Regions from separate parts of the Mus musculus genome. Here region 2 is linked to region 1. A link is a contact called in public Micro-C data. All regions are on one chromosome and are shown on one strand. The core of a region is the stretch at or near the end of the contact, and the rest is flanking DNA. Distances in the headings are between cores, read along the strand shown.

What was found. Hi-C and Micro-C count contacts between places; a contact is called where the count stands out from the background.
Region 2: a contact with region 1 is called in a Micro-C map of embryonic stem cells, with 2.8 times the contacts expected there. The contact joins two enhancer-like sites. A contact is called at or near these places in 9 of 484 Hi-C or Micro-C datasets (adipose-derived mesenchymal stem cells, cerebellum, cortical neurons and 2 more), 3 of 115 datasets of contacts at active chromatin or transcription factors (embryonic stem cells and neural progenitor cells) and 2 of 9 other capture datasets (adipose tissue and embryonic stem cells).

The regions. Positions count from the first base shown.
Region 1 is chr1:12,634,887-12,640,748 of GRCm38.p6, reverse strand. No RefSeq gene overlaps it. Among named protein-coding and RNA genes, the nearest start is that of Gm17644, 30 kb to the left of the region's middle. Within about 2 kb of position 4,003, at least 5 of the 459 cell types and tissues checked have an H3K27ac peak or open chromatin away from gene starts, as enhancers often do. A contact at or near this core is called in embryonic stem cells, where this site is marked.
Region 2 is chr1:12,832,724-12,838,043 of GRCm38.p6, reverse strand. It overlaps Sulf1 (sulfatase 1), which reads right to left. Exons shown (of 22, transcript NM_001198565.1): 13 at 1,715-1,931. Among named protein-coding and RNA genes, the nearest start is that of Sulf1, 140 kb to the right of the region's middle. Within about 2 kb of position 1,858, at least 78 of the 459 cell types and tissues checked have an H3K27ac peak or open chromatin away from gene starts, as enhancers often do. A contact at or near this core is called in embryonic stem cells, where this site is marked.

The DNA of each region.
Region 1 (5,862 bases), core at 2,754-5,253:
AGAGAGTGAGATAAGTGTCTTTTAAGGCAGTGTTTCTCATCCTGTGGGTTGAGACGCCTTTCACAGGGTTTACATAGCAGATACATACATTATGATTTATAACAATAGCCAAATTATAGTTACAGTTATTAAGTAGCCATGAAATAATTTTATGGTTGGGGTCACTACAGAATGAAGAACTGTATTAAGGTTCTCAGCACTAAGAAGGTTTTGAAGCACTGCTTTAAGAGACTGGCCTAAGTAAGTCAGGTCACGTAGTAAGTAGAGAGCTCCATACCCATGAGTAAGTATTTGGGCAGCACCCAATTCAAAGCACATTGCATACATGTATAAAATTCTCCATGAGTTAATAAAAGTACTATAGTAAAAGGAGCCTATGCTGCCATAAGACACTTGAAATATATCCTTTTTATTTTAAAAAAAGTATTTCCTAGTCTCTAAGGCCTAGGGATAATGGCAAAGTTGGTAACAATGCAAATTATTACTTTGTAATGTTTCAACTAACTTTCTTTCTTTCTTTCTTTCTTTCTTTCTTTCTTTCTTTCTTTCTTTCTTTCTTTCTTTCTTTCTTCCTTCTGTCTTTCCCTTCCTTCCTTCCTTCCTTCCTTCCTTCCTTCCTTCCTTCCTTCCTTCCTTCCTTCCTTCCTTCCCTCCCTCCCTCCCTCCCTCCCTCCCTCCCTCCCTCCCTCCTTCCTTCCCTCCCTCCCTCCTTTCTTTCTCTCTTTCTTTCCTTCTTTCTCTCTTTCTTTCACATTAGGGATTTTCAGCATTGATTGTCAATGAATGGATCAGAAGCATCTGGAAGGAAAGGTGCTCAGAGCCTCTCTATGGGATTTCTGTGATTCGATTACTGAAGTGGGAAGACTCTCCCTAAATGTGAGCAGCATGTTTTGGTGACATTGGAGATGAAAGATGCAGGAAGGAAGCTTTGCTTTGGACTGTTTCACTCTCACTGGCAGGTTTATCCACCTTTTGCTGATGTTCAGACCCAGCTTTGGGTTTCCAACATGAACTGAAGACCAGTGGTTCACCAGGAAACCTCTTGGCCTTTGGGTTTTACAATGAAGGTGGGGAAACATGAAGTCTCACATAACAAGCAACTACTGGGTTCTCAGCCTCCCCAGTGAAAGATAGCTGTTGTTGGTATCTCTTCAAACCCTATCCATCTAACAAATCTCCTCTTATTCATTCTATTGGTTTTGTTCCTTTAGAGAACTCCGACTAAGACAGAATTGAAGCCAGGGCCTTGAACACATCAGGCACTGGCTTCTACACTCCTCTTCTACTGAGCTACATTCCAACCCCGATTTTCCATAAAAACAGAAACATACAGGCCATCTGTCTATCCAGTAGTCCCACAACTGGTAATACTTAATACAAACCTGCCATTCTGCATGCCATTTCCCATGAAAGATGAGCCAGGATCTTTAGTCAAATGAATGGTTTCAGACCAGTTACAGGTAATGAGTAACTCAGAGCTGGATTAACTGGGTTAAAAACACTACATAATTGAAATATGATCGACATGTGAAAGACTGTGTGTAATTAGCACGTGCTACTTGATGATTATGGAGGTGCATAAATAGCCATAAAACATCATTATCATCAAGGCCATGAACAAATCCTTCACTGACTTTCTTCCTGACACCTGTATTACTACTATCACTATGTTTTTGTGTGCAGTGACAAGAGTATATATTCTCATTGTAAACCTTAAGTATGCTATGCACTCAGTCATAGGTGCTGCGCTTTATAGAAGATGCCCAGAACTTATCTTCAACAACTTAAGGAGAAAGTTGGCCTGTACTTTTTCCCCATTGTCTCTCCATTTCTTTGGCTCATATTAATCACTCATTATAGTGAACTGGATGATTTAAAATTCTTTCATGGGAAATGGCAAGTTTGTATTAAATATTCCCAGTTGTAGGACTGCTTGGTAGATGGCATGTATGTTTATGCTTGACATAAGAGAGACTCTGAGTTCAATTCTATAATAGTCAGGGTTCTCAAAAGAAAAAAGAACCAATAGAATAAATATGTACTAAATGAGAGTATATGGTTTGCCTTTCTTGTTTCACTTAGTATAGTGTCTTCTAGGTCTGAAAATATCCCATTTTCTTTTCTTTCCATTTGTCATTTCTTCTGTTCTTTTGGTGGTGCTGTGATTTGATTGGAACAAGCTCCACTACTTTGCTGTGTTTCCAGACCATAGCATGTTTCTTTTGTCCAATTGTCCATCAATGGGAATTTAGGCTGTTCTGTCTTGGCTATGCTGCCATAAATTTGGAAATGCTTTATCTGTTAATATCCTGACAAGTTCTTATGGTTGAATTTCTAATATATATTGTGTGTGTACGTGTGTATGTGGTGTGTGTGTCCATACGCATGCATGGAGGACAAACGCCAGTGGCAGATATTCTCATCAATTGCTCCCTACCTTAATCTTTGACACAGGATCTTTCACTGAACTTGGAGTTTAGCAATTGGCTGGACTGGTTCGGGGGTTCTCCTGCCTCCCCAAACCTGAGATTATAGGCTTATAGGTCCTAATGCTTATATAGCAAGCACTATATCTACTGAGTTAATCTCCTCCACTTCTCAAACACTGACCTTTAGTTGACTGCTTCTCAGCTGTTTCACTGGTATATTGGAGCTTTACAGAGCAAACTTCTATACTTTTCTACTTGTTTCACAGTTTTTGCAATGGAAAGTTAAAAAAATCCATAATTGAAATCCATAAATGTCTATGACATTTTCAAGTTAAAAAGAGCAATTGGCAAAACAAACAAAAAAAGAACTTAATGGCATTTTTTTGCCCTAAAAGCAACTGCCTCAAATCTCCTTATAGAAGCCTGTGTCGTCTTTTTGTTTGTTTGTTTTAGATAGGGTTCATTATACAGTCCTGACTGGGCTGGAAATCACTGAATAATCCGAGTGGCTTTGTACTCACAGCGATTAGTCTGCCCCTACACTGCCTCTTCTTAGAGTATCTGGATTAAAGGAATGAACCACTAGACCAGGTTTGCTTTGAGTTTTTAATTTTAAATGTGTTTATTGAATTATTATACATTTGAATACAAAAATCCTACCTATAAAGTCAATTTAAAAGAATTTATTTATTTATTTTTTTATGTCTGTCTGAGACAAGGCCTCCTTTGTATGTAGCCTTGGCTGACCTGGAAGTCACTATGAAGGCCAGGTTGGCCTCAAATTCCTGCCTCTGTTTTAGGAGTCCTGGGATCAAAGGTGTGAATCACCATACCTGCCAGCCAATGGAATTTATTAAGAGTGAATTAAAAAGAACAACACAGCCATATTTGTCATGAAACACTGGGACAGGAGAAGACAGAGAAAAACAAAACCGAAGTTCTAATGAACAGTGCGTTTCGCAATGCACACACCATGTCACAGATTCTGACAGCTCCTCTTTGAGACTTGACTTTAACAAATGAAAATGTTACTATTTTCTCTAGTTCACCAATCCATTGGTGGAAATCTGTTGAAAACTTATTAGCTGAACTTAGACTTCTTTTATCACTAAACAGCCTAAAAACAATGGTAGCTGCGGCCCCTGTGGGGGCAAGCCTGAAAGACTGGACCAACCTGGCAGTTCCCAAATGGCCTTTATCTCTTTTTTTGGTTCAAACACACCTCCTTCTTTCACAAGGACTCTAGAAGGACTGAGAGTCTGGCCTCAGCATTCGGTGTTGCAGAAAGAGTTCATTTCCTACTGATTTCAGGGTCTGTCAGCCCCCTGCTGCGTGAAGTCTCCATTTAAAAGAGGGGAGGGGGCAGACAAAGAAGAATCCCCACCAGACAAGGATTGACACCTCAAGGGGTTCAATTGAATTCTGAAGTCTTTCTTCCTGCCTCCGGGGATATTTGTGTAAATGTCTTAATAACAGAAGCAAAGCACTTTATTCATCCAGCACATGTGTGCACAGAGCAGAAAAAGCCATGCGTAGTAGGAAAGACCAGTTCTACGTCAGGTCAGACTATGCTGGCTATAGTCGGGGGTGGGGTGTGGGGGGGTGTGACTCTCCAGGCGAGAAGGCCAGTTGAATGTTGTCACTGCTGAGGCTGGAGGGAAAACCCCTTTGAAGAAATATTCATTTATTTCTTATTCCCACTGTGAATCTTGAATTCACTGGATACATTTATTAGGAATAATTCTACCCAAATGCAATTAAATCCTATTTTTGTAATGTTGGCATGACCTTGCATTGTAATTGCAAATACATTTCTGAAGCCTAGAGTGGTTTCCAGCTGGGAACGCTGCTGCTCTGTTTCTGTGTTGACAGTCATTAATTATTTCTATAGATAAATGAGTAAATCAGCAAGTTAGCCCTATTTGCATTTCGATAAACATGAAAGCAAATGAAGAACTGAGAGCTACTAATTTGATTTTGCAAATGTAAAATTCACAAAGCATCAACAAAAAGTTAAAAAACAAAAAAAAGAAAAAGGGAAAAAAGAGAAATTTCCAGTTTGCCTAGAGCATCTTGCAGTAGTAACTGTCCAATAAATAACTGAAATTGAGGCTGATTTTCTTCCATTTGGAAAGAAATGCCGTGCTTAAGGTAGCCTACAAGTGGGACCATATTATGTTCAGCTCAAAAGTGGCAAAGGTTTGCTGGTCGGCAATCATGGAGAAGACTCTAGCTCTTGGTCTTGACACCCTCATGGGCCCACGAGTACCTCTGTTAGGTCTTTGGACCAAGGATAGTTTCCTGGAAGTCATGAGTCTGGTTTTCTGCTGGGAGCAAGGTCAAAAATGGTCCCCCTTTTTCTTCACGCTCAGAAAGAGGAATAGGAATCTCTTGTTAGCCTATTGCACTTAATTGATATTCCATCTTTACCCAGAATAGTTTCCATGGTCATTCCACACACACTGAGTACCTTAGATTCTTAGGGATTGCCTAGGGCTTTGATATTGGGTTGACCTGGCTTTATTTAGTTGGTAGGGAAATGGGAGAAAAATACATGGCAGTGAGAGTGGCTAGACAGCAACGGGGACTGGTAACCAGTAGTATTATGAGGTTGCAGGGGAAAGGTAGCAAGTCAACAAATGACAATTGTTCCTTCACTGTTCACGAAATCCTGAGAGTTTTATTGTTCAGCAAATAATATTTTCCTTTTGCTACTTTTACCAGACTACTCTTGAAGAATCAATATTGATCACCATTTTTGATGCAAAAAGATCTTATGTGGTTTCTGAAAACAATCCAATTGTTCATTCATTAATTTGTCCTGTTTTGACATTTACTAAGTATTGAGAACTTAATATACATAAAGCAATAGTTTAAACTATTTAAAAATGTTCCACTTAAACACATGTAATGTTTCTTTTCTTTTTTTTTTTTTTTTTCAAAGATTTATTTATTTATTATATTTAAGTACACTGTAGCTGTCTTCAGACACTCCAGAAGAGGGCGTCAGATCTTGTTACAGATGGCTGTGAGCCACCATGTGGTTGCTGGGATTTGAACTCTGGACCTTCGGAAGAACAGTCGGGTGCTCTTACCCACTGAGCCATCTCACCAGCCCACATGTAATGTTTCTTAATGCTATTTTATTGAGACTTGATGCAAGTGATGTCATAGAATGTATTTAATACCATTTTTTTGTTATTATTTATCAGAAATCAGTGTTATTTACTAAATATGCTTTCAAATATCATTGTTTCTTAAGTAAAAAATTGGAAAGAAAAGGTAGTATCATTTAAAATATAATAGAATTTACAAATAAATCATCATTTGTGTGACAAATTCATACATGTTAGGCAACTGAGCTGTGTACCTGCCTCAAGCTTCTATTGGAAGGGTCAATTATCAGGTATGAATTTGTTTAGATTTTACTTAG
Region 2 (5,320 bases), core at 609-3,108, 200 kb before region 1:
ATCTATCTTGAATCCATAATCTTGAAATGAAAGTATTGCCATAATGGTCCTTACACTGAAAAAAAAAAAACTTATGAGCTATCAAACATGAATTGGTTCTATTATTCTTTCTGCATGAGGGAACTGAAGCACTGGGTTTTGCTGGGCTTTCCCTAGGTCCTAGAGCCTGAACACGCTGGGTCCTGGAGCCTGAACGCACTGCCTCACCACTGCCTTGAGCTGCTTTTTAAAAGAGACGACCCCTCTCAACACCGCACATTTACACAAGTACAGGGCAGCGCTCTAAAACGACTAAATTTGTGAATGTTTGCATCAGCCATGTAACATTTTGAACACTTGATATTAAGAGTAAGGCCGCTGCGCACCTGCAGTGCACTACTATGGGATGCTGCCTGATGTCCGCTGGGTCCTGGCTAAGGGTGTTATTGTACAAGCTCTGACCTCGGCTTTCATGCTTGGGCTTTGCCAAGCACACTTCTCTGGAATCTTGTCTTCAGCTTCCTAAGTCACGAAGAAGAGTCACAGAGACGAGGGAATCGCAACTGTCAGCCTTCCTACAGGGGAGCTTGGTCCCTATAGGACCCCTTACTTTCCAGGTGCAGTAGTGGCTGCCATGACAGACGACGACTTGCACCACTATCACCTCAGGAAAAGAGGAAACCTGCTCCTGTTGTAGGATGCAGTTTGAAAACTTTCTGGCAGGGGACAGTGTTCCTGCTGCTAAGTGGGATGCTTGTATCAGGGGGCCTTGTAACCTTATTAATTCTAGCTGTGATTTTTCTTATGAGGTTTAAGTGTGAAATTTCCTTCCAGGAGGAAAGACAATCCCGTAACTCTGTGTACTGGCTATAAACCACTTTAAGAACCAGTGAAGACCAGTCCACCTAGATAAGGAATTCATGGCCCTCTAGTCTATTCTGTTCAGCACAAAAATGTCGCTTTAAGGAACTCTGAGTCTCTTAAGTGTTTTGTGTCCAATTAAACAGAACTTATTTGTTTCCAGACATAGAATGTGCACAGATTTGAGCCACTTCTCTAATATGCCACGAGGTGGCAGTAGACTATCATTCTTCAGTAGATGTTCCTCCTGTTTTCTGTAGTCTGTATCAATCAGTTACCTGAGAGTTTTTACTAAAAAAAAAAAAAAGAAACAAAAAACCTGTAGGCAGTAAGGATATGCTGTACTGAGTTCAACTAATTTGATACTGCCACTCAACAAGATACAAGCGTCTGACAACATTTAAAGATACAGTCTAAAACATGAAAAATATGCGTTTAAAAACTGCTCATGTCTTTCCTCTAAGGTTAAACACACATGAACTGATTGATACCTAAAATTTAACTTTTAAATCAAGTTAAGGCAGGCATATTAGAGCATTACCATGAAGGTAAAGTCAGATGGCTCTAACCCTCCCCCACTGGTCCCGAGGGACACCCGCTGCGTGTGTGGATGCCCTGGTCCCTAGGAAGTTACTAAGTGGATTTTTATTCTATACTAAGTGAAAATGCTCGCAAAGTAAAATTTCTAGCTGATCTTTGCTATCTTACTTTAAACTGAGCAATGATTTTTGCTTTTATCCTGAAATCTAGGCACCGAGAACATCTCATTTGTGTGTGAATCACGGGGGAGGTTGTCTTGAAAAGGGATCCTCCTGCCGCTGTATGTGTGTGGGGTGTGGGGGGGGGCTGGGGGGGGTCACAAGGTTGAGCTTACTTGGTGTTCCCTTGTTCCTCAGGAACTGCCTTTGATTCTTTCTCTGGCTTCTGCTCGAGCGATAGCCAGAGTCCCTACAATGGCACTCTTTGTCTTTGTCATGCAATCCGCGAGAGTAGAGGTTGCGTGCATTCTGACGGACCGTGAGCAGGTCGCTGGGTCCCTTACACTTGTGGATTCGGAGCTTGCCGGATGTGTCCTCGATGCACTGCCAGTTCTGCAAGAGCCAGCGGGAAGCAGTTGGCGATGCTGAGCCAGTTGTTATTTACAAAGCACCCTAGCAGTAGCTAGGTGTCCGTCAGTCCGGTCCCCCATCATCACCTCCCCCCTCCCCCACCCCTGCCCCGTCCCTCACTGCTAATTCCATTAAGGAGCATAAATGAAAGGGGACTGGCTTTTAAGTGACCCTGCAGTAACTGCTCAGTTCTATTTCGTTTGTGGCAGGCACATACAGATGACAAATCATTGGGAATCAGAACTGCCTCGATGACACTGGCGCTGATAAATGAATCCTCCGCCCCCAGACTAAACAGTCTTGAATGAACCGTGTTAAAACCCTTAGTGTCCCAACACGGAGCCAGCTGTCAGCGCTGCTTCCACCAGGACCCCAAACTGCCCCATTTGTTCTGGAAAAACAAACTTGCCTGCTTTGTTCTCTGCCTCTTGGTTTCTAAAGTGAGCCTGGGCAGAGTGGCAGAGGAGCAAGACGGAGAGGAATTTAATTTGAGGCCATTACCGGCAAAGCCAACTCTGGGTATCCCAGACATTGGCAAACTCATCGTGTTTTCTTTTGATTTTCCTTCTTCTCCTACAAACTCTTCACGCCCGCAGCATGTGGTGGGTCCCAGGGAGACTGATTCGACCTTCCCAGAAAATGCGCTCTGCGGGGGTGGTAGTGGGGGTCGCATTGGGGTTCCTAGTTCCTGTTTTGTCCACAGCTGTGGGAATGCAGCAAGTTCACAGTTCTGGTTCCAACAATGTCTTTTCACCCCGGGAGGCCTCTCAGAAGCCCCTCTCCATTCGAAAGGCCCAATAACTTCTTTACATTTCAGTTTTTCTCTTACAAGCCCTAAAGGACTCACTGGTCAGTAGGAAGAATCCTGGCCTTCATTTGAAGCTATGTTAGCAAGACAACAGAGTGAGCCTGGATAAGGACTAGCACTGTTAAATGTATCCTTTTCTCCCTCCCATATACAAGTGTCGCCTGTGTGCTATTATTGTGTGTATTTCAATGCATAGGTTTCTAAGCTGACACCAGCACAATATACGTATGCTCTAAATATCCATGCGGGCTGAGCCACACATAATTTCAGATAAGTCCTGTCTTGGTGGTAAGGACTTTAATCCTAGCACTTGGGAAGTAGAGGTAGGCGGATCTCTGAGTTCAAGGCCAGACCAGTCTACAGAGTAAGTTTCAGAACAGCCAGGCCTACACAGAGAAAACCTGTCTCAAAAACCTAAAGAAGTCATGTGTGAATAGGATACCCACTCTAGTAGTGTCTATGAGTAGCTCATATCTCCCACTGGTAAGCCAATACCACCAGGAGGCGTCTCTGATGTAAAAAAGCTTGGCCAAGCAATGTGATGGTTCTGTCAGCAGATAAATCAAATGCATAGTAAATCATGGGCAAGCCTTCGCCGTGAGCAAGGGCTCTGCGGTTAACATCCATTTTCATCAAGAGAGCCGCATGCCTGTGCTATATGTATAATTATCAGAGCAGCATTGGGGCTTTCGACCCCACGCCCTGAGCATCTAGAACTCACGCTATGGTCCCACCTGAGCCTCCACACCTCTGCTGTTTCCAAATGATTATTTCAAGCCATGTTACATTCGTCTCTTTTCAGGCTTGGCCTGAAGTGCCTTGAACCTTCAAGGTCTTCACACAGAAGAGCAGGTTGCTGAAGAAAAGGCAGCTAACTACCAAGCCACGTCAGGAAAAGGCAACACAGACCACAGCAATGTGAGGACCAAGCTGCAGAAGATTAAGTAGAGGCTAGCGAGGAGGCTCAGTGACTAAGCACTTTCTGCTCTTCTAGCACATCCAGGGTCAGTTCCCAGCATCCATCTGGACCAGGCAGCTCACATCCACCAGGACCTCCAGTCTCAGGGAATCTAACACTCAGATAAACCAATAAATCTGGTAGCTGATGCCTGTATTCTCAGCACTCAAGAAGCTGAGACAAGTCTGGAGGCAGCTTGGACTGTAAGACTCTATCTCAAACAAACAAACAAACAAACAAACATATGAATAAATTTGTTTAGGCCCAACTCAGCCGTGTCACAAAGTTGGGAATGAGTCCCAACTTTGACTAGATACTGGCACTTGTGATTAGAATCCTACGTGATTTTAATGTCTTTCATGGACCTCTTTGCAGCTGGAATCTTTGCTGGGGAAATCGGCAGAAGGAAAATATTTCAGTCTCAATAGCTCAGGTGTTTGAGTCTTTGAAAAGGATACAGACATTTGGGGTTTGTGTACATGGAAAGATGTGTCTAAAAATGTGCAGATGTAGTTGGTTCAAAAATGATTATGGCAGGACGAAAACTGTGACCTGCACTTCTGCGCGTCAGGATGTGTGGTCCGCTTATACGGAGGCAGCTTGCCTAGCTCCCTCTCCAGGTAGTGGACAAATGAGTGAGTCTTCGCCTCAGAGTCTGCTCCAGAATTCCGAATGCAAAGCAAAGTTCAGCAATTTGTAGGCAGGGTTTGGTGGCACTCAGAGGGACGATCACTGAGCTTGAAAAAAGTGTGTTTAGGGACCCAAAAGAAGTTTGTCAAAGCTGAAAGATACTTTCACTATGAAATAACTGCACACTATACAGAATTCTTATTGTGGGTAAGTATTACCAAAAGAAATAACTTTTCATAGTTGGAAATTTTGGGGATAGTGATTCAGTGTCTGCTTCTGTCTTAAATCCAAATGGCTTAAGATGCAGCCATCCATCTGGATAGTCTCTCCACCCAGCGTATGCAGGCCTAGGGCCTGGAGGAGCAGAAGTAGGCAGTGACTCCACCCACAGCCAAGTGCCAGCCAGAGCAAAGCTTCAGCACCTGCCACCCACGAAAACGGGGCCAATTTACTCCTAAAAGGCAAGGGCTGTCTGTGATTCCAATTCACACCATCTCTGGCACAAACAGAATCACTTCTGAGATTTGGTTGGCCTCAGCTCCTGGCTTCAAATGATCCTCCTGTCTCAACCTCCTGCAACTGGGGCTGCCTATGCTACTGCACTTGGACAAATAGTAAGGACTGAACCCCAGTACTGTGGTACTAACTTTCTGCTTGCCTGCCTGCCTGCCTCCCTTCCTTCCTCTTTCCTTCCTTCCTTCCTTCCTTCCTTCCTTCCTTCCTTCCTTCCTTCCTTCCTTCCTTCCTTCCTCCTCCCTCCCTCCCTCTCTCTCTCTCTTTCTTTCTTTTTCTTTTTTCTTTTGGCTTAGAGAAGTGGATGGTACAAGCAGATTCTTGCAGAACACGATGATGTGTGTAGAGTTTCTAGTGACCGCCTACTTGGAATCCAGCCCATTTTGCCATCAGCTAAATTCCTCATGGATTTCCTGTGAAAAAGGAATAGGAATTCTTTCCTGAGGAGTGAGTTAAGAGTCT